Linked DNA regions of Callithrix jacchus: region 2 is linked to region 1. Evidence: chromatin contacts called from public Hi-C data. All regions are on one chromosome and are shown on one strand. The core of a region is the stretch at or near the end of the contact, and the rest is flanking DNA. Distances in the headings are between cores, read along the strand shown. Region 1 has its middle 73 kb from the start of SPMIP3. Region 2 has its middle 40 kb from the start of ZBTB18.

Evidence for each region. Hi-C and Micro-C count contacts between places; a contact is called where the count stands out from the background.
Region 2: a contact with region 1 is called in a Hi-C map of induced pluripotent stem cells, with 4 times the contacts expected there. The contact joins two enhancer-like sites. A contact is called at or near these places in 2 of 3 Hi-C or Micro-C datasets (induced pluripotent stem cells and skeletal muscle).

The regions. Positions count from the first base shown.
Region 1 is chr19:41,851,340-41,853,963 of calJac240_pri, forward strand. No RefSeq gene overlaps it. Among named protein-coding and RNA genes, the nearest start is that of SPMIP3, 73 kb to the left of the region's middle. Within about 2 kb of position 1,287, at least 6 of the 16 cell types and tissues checked have an H3K27ac peak or open chromatin away from gene starts, as enhancers often do.
Region 2 is chr19:42,047,596-42,050,219 of calJac240_pri, forward strand. No RefSeq gene overlaps it. Among named protein-coding and RNA genes, the nearest start is that of ZBTB18, 40 kb to the right of the region's middle. Within about 2 kb of position 1,331, at least 3 of the 16 cell types and tissues checked have an H3K27ac peak or open chromatin away from gene starts, as enhancers often do.

The DNA of each region.
Region 1 (2,624 bases), core at 37-2,536:
TCAGGCTGGTCTTGAACTCCTGACCTTGTGATCTACCTGCCTCGGTCTCCCAAAGTGTTGGGATTACAGGCGAGAGCCACCGCCCTCGGCCAGCAATATGTATCTTTAGGAAAACATAAGACAGTCTGAAGTCCCTCTCTTTATTGAGTCCAGGGGTTTCTCTGATAGCAAGTTTAGTTATTAAAACAGATTTTGAGTTTCTAAAGTTTTACCAAGTATCTACCACTCTAGAGATTTTTAATTTATTTATGTGTATATAACCTTAACGTGGACAAGGCACTCTTCATATGCATGCTCTTATGTAAACACTATAAAACTCCAAGAATCGAACATTTATTACGACCGCCATTATACAGACGAGAAAACAGGTTCTTAAAGATGAAATGATTTGCTCAAGGATGATGTCACAAATCATCGATAGAACTTAAACGCGGAACCAACATTCTGACTCCAAACCCCATCGATGTTTCCCCCAAACGATACAAGATGTTTTCCTGAAATGTCTTAAATGAGAACACATGGACACAGGGAGGGGAGTACTAAACACTGGGGACTATTGGGGGGAAAAGGGGAGGGCCAGCGGGGGAGGGGGGAGCCGGGGAGGGATAGCCTGGGGAGAAATGCCAAATGTGGGTGAAGGGGAGAAAGGAAGCAAAACACACTGCCATGTGGGTACTTATGCAACTGTCTTGCATGTTCTGCACATGTACCCCCAAACCTAAAATGCAATAAAAAATTAAAAAAAAAAAAAAAAAAAAGAAAGAAAGCCCACATAAATACTTGGAAGGACCCTTCAAACGTCTTACCCAGCCCTGTGCTTTACGAGGCCGAGAAATTGATCTCCACGTGTGCATCCCGCACACGGCCACAAGATGGCAGGGTAGCCTCGATGATGGAGAAACTGGCTTCATCCCTTGCACCAGTAGAGGGCTGTAGTTCCATGTTTCAAAAAGTAGGAAACGAGAGAAAAAAAATAAATAAATTTAAAAAATAAAAATAAAAAAAAAAGAAGAAAAGAAAAACAAAACAAAACCCATCAGTGTCTACACTGATGAAATAGGATGGTGGGAGGTTTGTTTTTCTTTTTTCCTTTTCTTTTCTAAATTAGGCAGTGAGAGTTCAAACAAACAAGTGTCCATTTTCACCTCTGTGTTTGCTTTCGGAGGCACGAGGTCAGGACGTGGGCCAGCCGCCTGGCCTACATTATTCATCTGTCCAGTTCCAGCCCTGGAACAAACGTGAAGAAATGAAGTAGCTTCAGTCGAGGGAAAACAGTGTTGTTATTGTTGCTGGCGACAGTTCTATTTGCCAACAAACATAAAAACATACTTTGGAACCGAAATGGGTTTGTCAGAGGGAACTTTTGTTCCATGTTATGGCTGGGACGCTTCCAGATAGAAATCAGGATGGCATTTGAACTTCGGGAGGCAGGGAGAGAGCTGCGCACAGCAGCTACTGACCCGAAAGGCCAGGCCGTCAGCTGCAGTTTCATCTGGGTGTTGCTGACCGCAGCCCACGCGGCTCCGGGTTGCCAACTGGGGTCATTGCCCTGAATGGGTATTATGGGGGAGGAGACCAGGGCATGCGGTCCAGGAGGACGGGCTTACCACAAAAGGGGATTAACAGGCTTTGGAGTCTGAGTTTTTGGAAGGTGGTTCTCACTTTGGGACTTTGGGGTACTGAGAGCGGTCCTGATTCTGCTTTATTTGCTGTAAGATCTCAATTATCCCAGGATTGTTGGCAGCACCTTCGAGATCCCTTTGCTACGTGGATTAATTACTCCAGGGATAACGCCATCCTCGCTGTGTCTGCTGGTGAGCGTTTAGGGTCTGTAAACTCATGTACATGCCAGTCTGAGGGAGCATAATTCAGAAGGCCAATCTGCCCGTCCCCTGCTACTGTTACATAATTCAAGTTGAAGGTCCCGTCCACAGCTGTCCGGGGGCTGCCTCCTCCCTCGCAGATGGGAGAAGCTTGCTCGATGGACGACTTACACGGATACGCTATCTACCTGGAAAGAAGAGATGGCGATAAATTACTACCGTGGTGAATGGCATTAAAACGCCGCAGAACCAAAAGCTGTGTGTACATGTTAACTCCTGCCTCGCGTTGCCACTCCGCAAAGCTGCAGTATCACCGAACTCTTTGCGTTGAGCTCTAAAGCTGGAAAGGCATCTTAGAGATTAGCAGGTCCAGACGACCGTGTCTAAGACGGCGAGTTCCCCCCAGGAGGAGTTCCAGAAATGTTTGGTGGATGAGTGAGCCCCTCATTTTACAAACCACGTAACCGCCCCTGGGAAATGAAGCGATTGCCCCCCCATCGCACACCTCATTGGTGGTAGACGGGGCACTACAGCACAGCTGACTCTCAGGTTGGTCCTGGGTGGATTCCATTTTGCTGCCTCGCGTTTTAAAAATTCATTTTTATTTTTTTGCTGTTTTTTCTTTTCAAGCCTTATTTTCATCTACACTTTGCTTCAGAACTGCATAGTGATGAGGCAGAAGCCTCTTGTTCCTAGCCTTCAGATTCATTTGGGTCTTAATTTCCAACCACTGGGCTTCGTAAGCCTTAGCTGACCCTACAGTTAAAAAGTTTGGCCAGGCGAGGTGGCTCACGCCTGTAA
Region 2 (2,624 bases), core at 81-2,580, 200 kb after region 1:
TCATTGACTTAATGAATATTGATTCAGCACCCGCTCTATGCCAGGCACTGTGCTTTACTCACTGACATAGAATGGTGGGCAAGCACGCACAGGGTCTGTGCCCCTCATAGAGCATCATGGTGAATTGTAAAAACAGCCACAGGTTCAGCAGGTTCCCCTCCATACCATCCCACTTTGATGCGAAACTCAGCCACGTGACTGGCTTTGAGCGATGGTTGGTTGGCCGATACACCCAAGCAGAGGCTTGGGTAATGCTTGTACTCTGTCCTGCCTGGCCACTCATAGAACTCCCTGCTGCCACCACTGTGTGAAAAAGCCCAGGGAAGCCAGCTGGATGGTGAGAGACACATGGCCTAATTGCCAGTGTCTCACTGGCTAACAGCTACCACCTTCTAAAACGTGAGTGAGGCCATCCTACGGTCATTGCTGCCACATGACCCACTAGTTGACCAGAGACACTTTAGAGAACGCAGCAGAAATCAGCTGACTTGGCTTAGATCAGAAAAGCTACCCAGTCAGCTCATAGAATTGTGAGCTACATACACCGTGGTGGTTTTATAAAATTCAGTTTTGGGTAGTTTCTTACGCAGCCAGAGCTAACCGATACAAGCATATGGCCTACCACAGGGACCAATACACTTTTTCCATAAGGGACCGGGTAGTAAATACTTCTCCTTTGCAGGCCATAAGATCTTTGTTGAAACTACTCAGCTCTGCAGTTGCAGCTCAAAAGGAGCCATAGCCAATACAGAAATGAGCCGTTGCAGCTGGGTTTGGCCTCGTGGCTGTTGTTTGTCAACCCCTGCTCTAGCACAAGAAACAGACGTTACTCAAATAATCACAGAAAGAAATGTGTGCGTGTAAACTGCAATCTCATCTGTGCAGCCAAGGCTCCTCAGGCTGTTAGAAAGCATGATCAGAGAACCTGCCCCAGGCTGATAATTCAGTTAAGGTGTCTTGGTTAGACTTCCCCAGAAGCTGACCCCGAGATAAGGATTTGAGGATGAGCAGGCTAATCTCAGGAGCAAGTTAGGAGGGTGGAGAAGTGAGACAAAGAAGAAAACCCGTATCAGGAGAGTTAGGGAGCAGATTACCTGCAGGCAAGGGTGGCTTAGTCCCCCGGGGCCTCCAGGAGCCAGGCTAGGTCACCTCGGGGGTGCGAGGAGGCTGGGTTATATATTCTCCAACTCCCAGCCATTGTTGCTGGAGGCTGATCCTGGAGGTGTCAACTCTCTGCCATTCTGTTCTGCCCCCACGCACTCCTGCAGCCAGAGAAAGCACTCGGGCAGAGAGGAGCAGCTTGCAGCAAGAAGCTGAACTGGGAGTGAGGCGTGCCAAGGAGATGTGGGTGGGCAGCAGCATCTGCCGCAGAAGGCTTCCCTGTGGGAGGAAGGTCTGAGATGCGCTCTAAAAGATGGGTAGGATGTACAGGTGAGAGAAGCTGCGGCTGAAGGGGAGATGTGGAGGAGGTCGCCTAGCGGGGAAGACACATAGAGAAACGAATAGAAGTCTGGAACTAAGCATTTGGGAAAATTCACAGGTAACACAGGCTGAGCCTTATATCCACCCTAAGGCCAGAGTAACAACGTACCACAAACTCCATGACAGAAAACAACAGAAATTTATTCTCTCACATTTCTAGAGGCCAGAAGTCAGCAAATCAAGGTGCTGGCAGGGATATGCTTCCTCTGATGGCTCTAGGGGAGGATCCTTCCCGGCCTCACTCCAGCTTCTGGTGGTCCCAGCAATCTTTGGCATTCCTTGTTTTGTGGACACATCACTGCAATCTCTGTCTCTTCACCACATGGCTGTCTGCCCTTCGTGTGTGTCTGCTTCCAAATCTTCCTCTTCTTATAAAGACACCAGTCATCAGATGAGAGCCCACCCAGATCCAACAGGACCTCCATTTAACGTCATTACGTCTGTGAAGATCCTGTTTCCAAAGAGGGTCACATTAACAGGTGCCGGGAGTTCGGATGTGAACTTAGCTTGTGGAGGGGATCTAATTCACCCCATAACAGAGACAGAGAAGGAGCAGCCACAGACGGGAGGAAAGTCAGGAGAGCGTGCTGTACTGGGTGCCCCTAGGAAAGCAGCACTTCGAGGAGGGAGTGAACCTCATGAATAAGATGAAGAGGCTCACGCCTGTAATCCCAGCACTTTGGGACGGCCGAGGTGGGAAGATTGGTTGAGTCCAGGAGTTCCAGACCAGCCTGGGCAACATAGTGAAGACTCCATCTCTACAAAAAATAAAAAAATTAGCCAAGCATGGCCACCCACATCTGTAGTCCCAGCTACTCAGGAGGCTGAGCGGGGAGGATTGCTTGAGCCCAGGAACTCAAGGCTGCAGTGAGTCAGGATCACACCACTGCACTCTAGCCTGTGTAACAGAGTAAGACCCTGTCTCAAAACAAACAAATAATGGCCAGGCGCAGTGGTTCACGCCTGTAATCCCAGCACGTTGGGAGGCCGAGGCGGGTGGATCACGAGGTCAAGAGATTGAGACCATCCTGGTCAACATGGTGAAACCCCGTCTCTACTAAAAATACAAAAAATTAGCTGGGCATGGTGGCGTGTGCCTGTAATCCCAGCTACTCAGGAGGCTGAGGCAGGAGAATTGCCTG